Regions from separate parts of the Pan troglodytes genome. Here regions 1, 2 and 4 are each linked to region 3. A link is a contact called in public HiChIP or PLAC-seq data. All regions are on one chromosome and are shown on one strand. The core of a region is the stretch at or near the end of the contact, and the rest is flanking DNA. Distances in the headings are between cores, read along the strand shown.

What was found. HiChIP or PLAC-seq counts read pairs in DNA pulled down with a chosen protein or histone mark.
Region 1: a contact with region 3 is called in an H3K4me3 HiChIP or PLAC-seq map of stem cell-derived excitatory neurons, with 6 times the contacts expected there. The contact joins the promoter of PRPF8 here to the promoter of HIC1 in region 3. A contact is called at or near these places in 1 of 7 Hi-C or Micro-C datasets (stem cell-derived neural progenitor cells) and 1 of 1 datasets of contacts at active chromatin or transcription factors (stem cell-derived excitatory neurons).
Region 2: a contact with region 3 is called in an H3K4me3 HiChIP or PLAC-seq map of stem cell-derived excitatory neurons, with 6 times the contacts expected there. The contact joins the promoter of TLCD2 here to the promoter of HIC1 in region 3. A contact is called at or near these places in 1 of 7 Hi-C or Micro-C datasets (stem cell-derived neural progenitor cells) and 1 of 1 datasets of contacts at active chromatin or transcription factors (stem cell-derived excitatory neurons).
Region 4: an H3K4me3 HiChIP or PLAC-seq map of stem cell-derived excitatory neurons shows a contact between it and region 3, with 5 times the contacts expected there. The contact joins the promoter of SGSM2 here to the promoter of HIC1 in region 3. A contact is called at or near these places in 1 of 7 Hi-C or Micro-C datasets (blood) and 1 of 1 datasets of contacts at active chromatin or transcription factors (stem cell-derived excitatory neurons).

Annotation. Positions count from the first base shown.
Region 1 is chr19:12,166,930-12,169,629 of NHGRI_mPanTro3-v2.0_pri, forward strand. It overlaps PRPF8 (pre-mRNA processing factor 8), which reads right to left and starts at 1,314. Exons shown (of 43, transcript XM_016931138.4): 1 at 1,172-1,314; 2 at 864-974; 3 at 1-94. The coding sequence starts at 963.
Region 2 is chr19:12,192,338-12,195,037 of NHGRI_mPanTro3-v2.0_pri, forward strand. It overlaps TLCD2 (TLC domain containing 2), which reads right to left and starts at 1,317. Exons shown (of 3, transcript XM_054669934.2): 1 at 1,073-1,317; 2 at 504-586. The coding sequence starts at 1,226. It overlaps LOC129137515 (a long non-coding RNA gene), which reads right to left. Exons shown (of 5, transcript XR_010152744.1): 5 at 2,497-2,700.
Region 3 is chr19:12,546,699-12,549,398 of NHGRI_mPanTro3-v2.0_pri, forward strand. It overlaps HIC1 (HIC ZBTB transcriptional repressor 1), which reads left to right and starts at 1,448. Exons shown (of 2, transcript XM_016931176.3): 1 at 1,448-1,573.
Region 4 is chr19:12,830,274-12,832,973 of NHGRI_mPanTro3-v2.0_pri, forward strand. It overlaps SGSM2 (small G protein signaling modulator 2), which reads left to right and starts at 1,401. Exons shown (of 24, transcript XM_511260.8): 1 at 1,401-1,538. The coding sequence starts at 1,482. It overlaps TSR1 (TSR1 ribosome maturation factor), which reads right to left and starts at 1,309. Exons shown (of 15, transcript XM_003315291.6): 1 at 124-1,309. The coding sequence starts at 220.

The sequences.
Region 1 (2,700 bases), core at 64-2,563, 380 kb before region 3:
TGTTCTGGGGGCATGTCTTCCTTCTGGGCATCCACAAACCCAAACTTCCGCTTTTCTGCATAGCGCTTGGCCTGCAATTGCTGCCATTTTCGAGCTGGAAAGGAACCTCAGTTTAAAGGCCTGCACACCCTCGCCTAATCCTCTTCACCTCTTGCCCTAGGGTAAGCTCCTGTCAGTGAGTGTGAGGGAGGAGCAGGCACCAGCAGGAAGAAGCACCCCTTGCCAATTCCCTTACCATTTTACTCTATTTTTCCTTTCATCACATTGATCACTATCTGACTTTTTTTTTATTTTTTTGAGAGTTGTTTCGCTCTGTCTCCCAGGCTGGAGTGCAATGGTGCGATGTCGGCTCACTGCAACCTCCGCCTCCTGGGTTCAAGCCATTCTCCTGCCTCAGCCTCCCCAGTAGCTGGGATTATAGAGACGCGCCACCACACACGACTCATTTTTGTATTTTTCGTAGAGACGAGGTTTCACTGTGTTGGCCAGGCTGGTCTGGAACTCCTGACCTCAGGTGATCCGCCCGCCTGGGCCTCCCAAAGTGCTGGGATTACAAGCGTGAGCCACCGCGCCCGGCCTGACATTTTTATTACAGAGCCTCGAGGTTTTGTTATTGTCTATCTCTCCCGCTGTAATTTAAACCCCGTAAGGACAGGAATTTTGTCTCCGTCACTACTGTACCCCCGCTGGATCAGCGCTTGCAAATAATACGCGCTTAAAATGACTTGATGAAAAATTAACTGGAAATAACAAGGGAGCTGACACCTCAGGAGCTGCCCAAACGGGGAGGGTCCCCACCCGCCTGCGCGCGCGCACACCCGCCCCGCCTCCGGCCCGCGCGCCGCTCCACACTCCCGCCTCACCTTTCTCCTGCAGCTTCTCCTCCGACATGTAGTCCGGTAGCGGGGCTAGAGGGCCAGGCACCGGGTTACCCGGCCCTCGATAAGGAAATACTCCGGCCATATCCGGAGAATCTGGGGAGCGGCGGGATAAAAAAATTCACTAACCACAGGCCCGGGCCCACAAGAAGCGCAGCAGAAAGGCGTCCGGGGACCCCGGCCTGCAGTCCCGCCACACAGTGCATCCAGCCCCGCCCGGCCTAACCCCTTCGGTCACTCGCCCCGACCCGACCACGCCTCCCGCAGCCCGGCCTTAAACGCCTGCCACGCACCTCACAGGCCCTCACACAAGAGGCCGCTTTCCCCGCAGCGCAATGGCGGCCAGTCTGCGTCCGCTCCTCGTTCCCAGCGCCGGGAAGTGCGCAACCCGAGTTCAGCAGTTGATCCAGTCGGCGCCGAGGTGCTCAGATGGATTAGTGAGACGACCAATTAGAGTTGCACACTGCGCCGAGGAGGCGGGCCCATAGGCGGAAAGGCTTTGAACGCAAGGGGGTGTGGTCGGGGTGAAGCCCCGCCTCCTCCATTTCCGAGGCTGTTTCTGGGGCCTCTGACAGACCTCAGCGTGATGGGCTCCCGGCGTCGCACTGTGAGAGACCGAAGTCTAAAGGGTTTGAATAAATTTGCCAAGATTGCGCATTGTACGATGTCTGTTGTCATCAATGTGTACATGCAATGCAGTACTAGCTCCTGGACAGTCATTTGTTCATGCATTCATTCATTTAACCATCACTGTCTACCAAGGACGAGGGATAAAGCAGGAAAAAAGACAACCAGTAGAGTTCACAGGGGAGCAGAAAGGCAGGCAAGAATTAAGACCTTGGCCGGGCGCGGTGGCTCACGCCTGGAATCGCAGCACTTTGGGAGGCCGAGGCAGGCGGATCACTTAAAGCCAGAAGTTCGAGGCCAGCCTGGCCAACATGGTGAAACCCCGTCTCTACTAAAAATACAAAAATTAGCCGGGCGTGGTGGCGGGCGCCTGTAGTCCCAGCTACTCGGGAAGCTGAGGCAGGAGAATCGCTTGAACCCGGGAGGGGGAGGTTGCAGTGAGCCAAGATCGCGCCACTGCACTCCAGCCTGGGTGACAGAGCGAGACTCTGTCTCGGGGGAAAAAAAAAAGTCTGAAATTCCGTGGAGGGTGCAGAGGAATTGTAACCCATACAGCCCCTGAATCTAGTTGAGAATTTACAAATCAAAGTGAAATAATTAGAAAAAAATTCAAAGGATGTCAATGTGCTTTCAGAACGGTAAAAATTTTTTAAATATTCCTTTTGTTTTTTTGAGACAGGGTCTCACTCTGTTGCCCAGACCGGAGTGCAATGGCGCGATCTCAATTCACCACAACCTCCACCTCCCAGGATCAAGCAATTCTCCTGCTTCAGTCTCCAGAGTAGCTGGATTACAGGCACGCGCCACTACTGCCGGCTAAGTTTTGTATTTTTAGTAGAAACAGGGTTTCACTATGTTGGCCAGGCTGGTCTCAAACTCCTGACCTTACGAAATCCTCCTGCCTCGGCCCTCCCAGAATGCTGGGATTACAGGCATGAGCCCCCATGCCCGGCCTGAAATCTATTTTTTAATGCAATGGGGAGTTTCAGCAAGGGCTGGGTGTTCTGAAGGTCCCTACAGTCAAAAAAGACAGAGGAGAATTGTTAAAGATTTGATGGAGATGGATGGATGTGAGGATTTCATAAAGGTAAATGGAGAGGAAGGAAAAAGGTAATCCCAAGTGGTAGAACTACTAGAAAGAGTTAAGAAAGAAGCCGGGCACGGTGACTCATACCTGTATATCCTAGCACGTTGG
Region 2 (2,700 bases), core at 67-2,566, 350 kb before region 3:
GACTCCCCAGCTGTGGCCAGCAGCCGCCTCCTCCCCCTAACTCAGCCTAAGACTGGGAGCCAAGCACCAGCTGGGGGCAGAAACTGTGGGAAATTATAGGACAGAAAAATGAAGAGAGGGCCAGGGGCGGTGGCTCATGCTTGTAATCCCAGCACTTTGGAAGGCTGAAGTGAGCGGATCACCTGAGGTCAGAAGTTCGAGACCAGCCTGGCCAACATGGAGAAACCCCGTTTTTACTAAAAATACAAAAAATTACTTGGGCATGGTGGCAGGTGCCTGTAATCCCAGCTACGTGGGAGGCTGAGGCAGGAGAATTGCTTGAACCCAGGAGGCGAAGGTTGCAGTGAACAGAGGCCGAACCACTGGACTCCAGCCTGGGTGACAGAGTGAGACTCCGTCTCAAAAAAAAAAAAAAAAAAAAGAATGAGGAGAGACTGGGAACCTCGGGCTGAACAGGGCTCCCCTCCTCCCTTCCTGTCTGGCTTCTCCCCTCAGAGTCTCACCACCAAATGATGACAGAGAAGATCCCAGGTCTTGCCCAAGGTCTGGTTCCACAGCAGGTCAGCTCCGTCTGCCAGGAAGTAACCTGTGGGCATGGGGGTAGGGGTTAGGCTGCTCCAGAGCCCGGGCAGCTTAGAGAGGATTTCCAGCCCCCCCGCCCCGCCCCTCTCCCAGTTCTTCGTTTTCCCTCGGTAAAGCCTTCAGGAACGTTTAACCCCCATGGGGGCGGGGAATGGACCTCGAAGGACAGCAGAAGCTGCCCCCCGCCCCATCCCCACCACCGGCCCAGCCTTCCCTGCAGACTCACCCACAGACACAGCCACCAGCACCAGAGCCCAGCGCGGGTGGCCATGGATGGGGTCGGCGGCCATCTGAGGGTACAGTGACAGGCTGGGGGCATGGGGTGGGGACATGGGGGGGGGGCATGGTCAGCCTCTCGAGGCCCCGGCCGCAGTCTCCCTGTGCGCACCCCCACCCCAGTCTCAGCTCTGGAGACGCCCGGCGGGTCTCCCGGCCTCAGCCTCCCACCCCTCGCCCTCGCCCCGTGCGCCTCGAGCCCCCAAGCCCGCACCCGAGCAGCGCCCCGGTCCCCGAGAGCAGGCTGTGCGCCAGGGAGACGCAGAGGTTCCACCACTGTCAGCGGTCCCGAGCCGCCGCAGCCCCCAGTGCAGCCCCCGGAACGCGAGGAAGGAGGCGCCGGCCACCAGGAGCCCCGTGGGAGCCATGGCCTGGCGGTTGGGGGGGTGCGGGGGGTCCGGGTCGGTCCCCTCGGCGCCCGCGCTCTCGGCCGGGACTGGGAACCCGCTTCCCGGCAGGGCTGGGGCCCCGGCTCCCCTCCCCGCCGCGCCTTCGGGATCAGCAGGAACTTTTCCCCGTTCGTCCACGCCCAGTCCCTCGCCTGTGCGGTGATTGGAGCAGCCGCGGGGCCGCCGCCCCCGGAGCCTTGGCCACCGATTGCGTCTTGCTCCAGCCGGGGGAGCGGTTCGGGGGCTCCGGGCAGTAGACCATGCCCTGGAGCTCGGGGGGCCTCCGGGATGTTCGCCAATAGGGGTCCTCCCCAGCTCCAAGCGTCCTGAAGCGCTGGAGTTGCAGACCTGGGTCTCCAGTCTAACCTCACCTGACACTCCCGGGCCCCACCCACGAACCTTGACCTCCTCTTCCCGGCTCCCGCGACTTTCACCTGCTGAGCGTCATCACCACCCACCGCCACACCCTGCAAGGCAGAGGCTAGCGCAGCCCACTCGTACCTGCCCGAGCCTGGCCGCCGCCCCCACTTCCCTCCCCGCGTCCGTGGTGGGGACGGGGTGCCCCACTTTCTTGGAGTCACCCCTTCTGCCTCCTGAGGTTTCCACGCCTTTACCATATCCCGGCAAACCTGTAATTCCAGCAGTTCTGCTCCCCCTCCCCCACAACCCCCAGGAGCCCCCATGTTGGAGAAGCGACCCACTGGGCCCCGGCCCGACCCCCAGCATTGTTTTCGGCCCTACGGAGGAGCCTCATTAGGAAGAGGACGCAAAAGGGAATCGCTGGCCCCCAGTCTTGAAAAGCACTTCCTTCCCCAAGGGCTTGGTACCCGTTGGGTGGGTAGAATATCTTCAATCCGAGGGCAAGGAAAGGTAACACAGGGTCCCTTCAAGGCTGGGACAGAGTCAGAAGAGAAAAACAGACCTGTCCTGCTCTCAGTAGCAGGGGGGTTAGGATTCCGGAACCCTCCAGCCTTAAGAGGAAGAGCCTCCCCCAGCCCCTCACCACCTGAAGAGCCCCAGGTTGCACTGCTTTCCTTCCACCTTACTCCACTCCACCTCTTCAGCTGGCAGACAGTCAGCAAGTCAGAGCTGTTTCCTGCAGGCTGAGAGGGAGGATTCCAGCTACTTCAAAGAATTAAGTTCATAAACCAAGAGGTGCCCCAACCAAACCTTCTCACCAAAAAAGCTGAGGTCTTCCCTTCATTCTTCTACTCCCACCTCTCCAAAGGTTTAAATAATAACACTGATCTCTTAAATTATATTTATTATATGAAATACAAAATGTAGAAAATTTGGAAATTACAGAAAAACCAAAGATGAAAATTACAGTGACTTTGTTCCACCATACAAAGATAACCACTCAACATTTTTTAGTATGCCTTCCGTCTTTTTTATCTGCTCTACGTATACAAGTATACACCCATATTTTAAAAAACAAAATTGAAATCACATA
Region 3 (2,700 bases), core at 198-2,697:
GACTTGTTTGGACCGAAGCCTCCTCCAGGCACCGAAGCCGTGAAGTCGCCTGCGCAGCAAAGGGAGCCTCCGGGGGGCGCCCGAGACCTTGGTGTCGCTCGGGGGCCGCTGGTAGCCGCGCCCGCTGCCCCTCGCCCGGTGACTCAGCCGGTACCTCTGGCGGGGCCATGGGGGCCAGAGGACAGCGCGGGGGGCGGCGAGCGCGGTTGCTAAGCTCTCCAAGGCCTCGGAGGGACAGGATCTGGGCGCACCTCATCGGTTGCCATGGTAACGCAGCGCCCCAGCCCCTCGCGCTCCGCGGCGGAGGGAGGCGCAGCCAATCGGAAGCGGCGGAGTTCTCGGGGACCCCCCCCCCTCCCCGCTCCACGCCGTGTGTGGGCGGGGGTCAGGAGGTGCGGGGCGGAGGCGGAGCGTGGGCCGCGGAGATCCGGCGTTCGCAGGAGGCTTGGTGCGCGGCGGGGCTGCACGGGGCCACTTCCGGAGTAGTACTGCGAGCAGCGGCGCGACAGTGCGGGGTCCCCTTTCTCCCAGAAGAGACGTCACCCACACAAACCTGACCTTCACGTGGGGCGCGGGACCTTGCGGGGTCCCAGGCGCAGGCGCCCCTGTTGTTTCCTTCGGGCGGGTGGGTTGGAGAAAAAGTCCACGCGGGATTCTTCAAAACGGCGTACAGGGGGATTCTAGGGCCCCATGGTTACTTCTTTGGACCCCCCGGAGGCGCTGTCCAGCCACTTCCAGTCGCCCTGATGACTCGTCGTGGGTTCCTTTAGGAGACCCGAAAGTTCAGGGCGGGCTGTGTGGGTAACACCTCTGCCCAGGTTCCCGGAGGGCCCTACGTGGCTGCCCCTGGAGTATCCCAGAGCGCTAGGGCTGCGGGAAGGGGCGGGTGTGCTTCTGGAAACATGAGCGCCTGTTAGTATCAGTGCCTGGATAGGGCTGGGGACAAATCAGTTTATGCCGCGCACACCGAATCCATGCGCCTGAGGGTGGGTGTGTTGGGGAGTGCGTCCAAGTGGACAGTGCCGTACAGTAATGTCTACGGGGAGTTCCAGGAGAGCTCGGCTACTGCGCAGGATAACCTCTCCTCCACCCCCACCACCCGAGTCCGGCGCTTGCGGGCAGGACTTTTCCGAATTGGGGCTGTGTGCCTAGAAATACGTACATGGGAGCGCTCAGCTCAAAGCCCCAGGGTTTCTGGGACTCGCGTGTCTGGGGTCGGGGTCCCAGGTGGGTACAGGTGGGAGGGCGAACCTGCGGGTAGGGTGGGCCCCTCCCCGCGGGCTCAGCATCTGTGCGCCTCCAGCTCAGGTGCGCGGGAGGAAGGCAGCGGCCTGCCGCGCAGAGCCCTGCGCGCCCGCGAGGTGGCGCCATAGCCGCAGCAGCGCCCGCCGGCCCGGGCCGCTCCAGATAAGAGTGTGCGGAAAGCGCGGCGGGGCTGAGACGCGACCAGGACGCGGGGAGGACGGACCAGCAGGACAGACCGACCGGGGGCCCGGCGGGCGGAGGGCAGCGCAGCCACGTCCCCCCTGGATCCGCCGTCAGCCGGGCCCGGGGCTTTCGACATGCCCCCCAGGTGGGTCCTCGAGCCGGGGACCGGGAGGGATGGGGGACCCGGGACAGCCCGGTCCTCGTGCGTCGGCCGCCTCGGGCGCATCTTCTGGCGCGGGTGCCCCATCGCGGCTGGCGGCTGGCGTTCAGGGCTCCGGGTGTCGTCCCTTTCGGACTCAGGACCACCGGGCCGCGGCTCCGCGCCGGGTTCACGGCGGGGTCAGCGGCTCGGGTCCGGCTCTGCCCGCACATGGGCTGGAGAGGCGAGGGGAAGGGAAGGGGAGCTGGCGGGCGGGGCTGGCAGGGGCGCTGCCCTGGCACAGCTCGGGGCCTGGCAGCGGCGGGTGGGGCATCGGCTAAGAGCTGCCACCGCCGCGGGGAGGGGAGCCCGGCCCGCCGGGACCGCAGGTAACGGGCCGCGGGGCCCCGCGGGCCAGGAAGGGAACGGGGTCGGGCGGGCGAGCAGCGGGCAGGGGAGCTCAGGGCTCGGCTCCGGGCTCTGCCGCCAGATTTGGGGGCCGCGAGGAAGAGCTGCGAGCCGAGGGCCTGGGGCCGGCGCACTCCTCCCGCCCTGTCTGCAGTTGGAAAACTTTTCCCCAAGTTTGGGGCGGCGGAGTTCCGGGGGAGAAGGGGCCGGGGGAGCCGCGGAGGGAGGCGCCGGGCCCGCGCGTGTAGGGCCCAGGCCGAGGCCGGGACGCGGGTGGGGCGCAGGCCCGGGTCAGGGCCGCAGCCGGCTGTGCGCCGTGCCCGCCCGGGGCGCTGCCCCCTCCCTCCCCTGGGAGCTGCGTGGCTCCCCCCTCCCCCCCACCTGCTTCCTGCCTCAGCCTCCTGCCCCGATATAACGCCCTCCCCGCGCCGGGCCCGGCCTTCGCGCTCTGCCCGCCACGGCAGCCGCTGCCTCCGCTCCCCGCGCGGCCGCCGCCCGGGCCCCGACCGAGGGTTGACAGCCCCCGGCCAGGGCGGCGCCAGGGCGGGCACCGCGCTCCCCTCCTCCGTATCACTTCCCCCAACTGGGGCAACTTCTCCCGAGGCGGGAGGCGCTGGTTCCTCGGCTCCCTTTCTCCCTACTTGGGTAAACTTCTCCGCCCTGAATGACTTTTCCTGAAGCGGACATTTTACTTAAATCCGGTAACTGTCTCCAAAAGGGTCACT
Region 4 (2,700 bases), core at 151-2,650, 280 kb after region 3:
GCCCACCTTAGAAAGGGCCTTTCGCGTGGAGCCCAGACGGGAGACAGAAGCTCAGTCTGGGCATGGGGAAAAAGAGTTAATAACGGCCAAATAGCCCTTATTCCTTCTACGTTATCTCCTTACCCTTGCCGTCCCGCTGTGCAGATCCCCGACCCCGATGCCGTCCGCCTTTATGAGCTTTATTCTGCTGCTTGAGCGGGCCGGGGCGGTGGGCCGCCATGCCGCAGCGCGCGTGTACGGAGTCAGCACTGCTTCCGGGCCAGGACAAGCGCTTCCGGTCCCCTCCAAGGGGGCGGGCCCTCCAGGGGGCGGGACTCCCTGCGCCCTCTCGCGAAGGCGTTTTCCAGCAGCTCGTGAGAGCGCCGTGTTACCGGGTTCGCCAATCCGCGCTGGGAACTTTTCCCACTTCGCAGTGTGTGGTTGGGGGCTTGAAGGCGCCGGATGTAGACTGTCGAGCCTCGGGCTGTTGGTCCAGCAGGGCTGTTTGTACCCCTTGCATTGTCATTTTTTTGCGCTATAAAGCTGCATCACATAGAAGCATGTTGACTGGAAGGCTCCATTCGTGCCGAAAAGGCCTAAGCCCTTCCTGTCACCTAGATTCGGGCACTTTGCTCTTCCGTTTGCAACGGCATGTTCTTTATCACTCTGAGCAACCTTTCTTCTCCCTCGATTCCCTAGCGAGGCTTGGGAATCGCGTGGAAGACACTTCTCTCACCTTGCCCGGTTCCGTACCAGCTCAAGCCCGTCCCTGTTACTCCAACCTGCGCCCCGCCTCCCACGGAGCGGCCGGGAAGGACCTTGTGGGACGTGGCGACCCGGCAAGGGGGACTGGCCGCGACCCTCCGGCCGTCGGGCTCGGGCGGCTGCGCTCCCACTAATCTTCCCAGAAACTTGACAACTGCACGGCGACGGCCGGACGGGGATTCAGAGGGGTCACGGGGCCAGGCTGCACCGGCTTCGCCGTGGGCAGGCTCGGACCGCAGGGGACCCCATGCCCGAGCCCCGGCCCCTTCCGTCCCGTCGGGAGAGGGAGCAGGCAGAAGTCAGGGGAGCTTCAGCGGGACCGAGGCTCGCTCTTAGCCGCGGGGCCGCGGGCTCCAGGGCCAGCGCTCACAATGCGGCTTGGCGCCCTCCATGCGGGAGCGGGTGCGTTGCCATGACAGCGACCCCCGTGGCGCGCGCCCGGGTCTGCCGCCCCTAGGCGCGCACGGCCTCTCCCCGCCCCGATCCCCCGTCGCTGTGCGCAACCCCCCTCCGGCTGTGGGAAGGGGCCGGGCCTGCCGCCTGACGTCTGTGCGGGGCTCGGAAGATGGCTGCGGAGCCGAGCACCGGGCAGTGGCTGCGGCGGCGGCGGCGGCGGCGGGCCGGGAGCGCGGCGGGCGGGGGCTCCGCCTTGCGCGTGGGGCGCTGAGCCGAGAGGCGCGGAGGCGGCGAGGGCGCGGGGGCTCTGAGGACCGCTCGGCGCCGCCTCCTGCCACACCATGGGCAGCGCAGAGGACGCAGTCAAAGAGAAACTGCTGTGGAACGTGAAGAAGGAGGTAAAGTCGAGTCAAGAACCCCGGGGGGCTCGCGCCCTGGCCCGCGCGGCCCAGGGGGCAGAAAGGTCCGCGCCCACCCCCCGGCGCGGGCACGCGGGCCGAACCTGGGCCGGGCGGGGCGGGTCCTGGACGGGCTGCGCCTCCTTCCCCTTTCTCGGATGGGGGAGGGCAGCGCCCCTCTGCCCGGGGGACCCGGCCGGCGCTCCCGGCTTGTTTGCTTCGCAGCCCCGCAGCTCCCCGCCCAGTGACGGCAGCGGCGCTGGGAGCCCGAGGCCGGGGGAGGGGTGGCGGCAATGGCGGGGATGGCTGGATCCGGAGCTGCCCATTCAGTGCCCGCGCCGCCAGGGGAGGGGGCGGGGCCCCGCGCGAGCTCCCGCGGCGCAGGTGGGTGTCGTGCGGGCCGAGCTTCCCCACGTCCTAAGTGGGTGTCGTGCGGGCTGAGCTCCCCCTTGTCCGACGTCCGCTGTGCCTCCAGCTACGGAGTGCTCGCTGCCGGAGGAGTGCGCCGCACACCTCAGTTTCTCCCTCCACGCCCACCTCCTTAGCCAGGGACCAGGGGCTTGTTTGGAATGGTTTTTAACACTCGGAAGTTTTTCCCTTTTGAGGGAAGCCCCCCTACTTCAGAAAGAGAAGCAGTCCTTCCCTCTACTAACTCCGTTTACCTTGACCCTGCCCAAAAGCCCATTTCCATTTCGGGTGGGGGGCAGTGACCATGTGAATGACTCACTCCCATATGAGAGCTGGAGAGCTCCAACCCACAGCGCAGCTTAGAATACATTGGGCCTCCTTCCCCTGCCTGCCTCTGTGGCTGTTGTCTGCCTGGTAAGTAAACTCCACCAGGGCAGGAGACCCTCTGTTTCGTCCACTGCCTTGTATCCAGTGCCTGGCATACTGTAGGCACTCCGTGACTGTTTGGTAAATAAATGTGCTGATTTTGGAGACTTCGAGGCCTGGTGTTTGGAAAGCATACATTTTGGAATAGTCTGGACCTAGTTCTGTGTGACCTTGAGTGAGTTACTTAACTTCTATGAGTCTAGATTTCTTCCTCTCTATGCCGTCTCCCATATATATATATATATATAAAAGTTACCTCACGCCTGTAATCCCAGCACGTTCGGAGGCCTAGGCGGGTGGATCACCTGAGCTCAGGAGTTCGAGACCA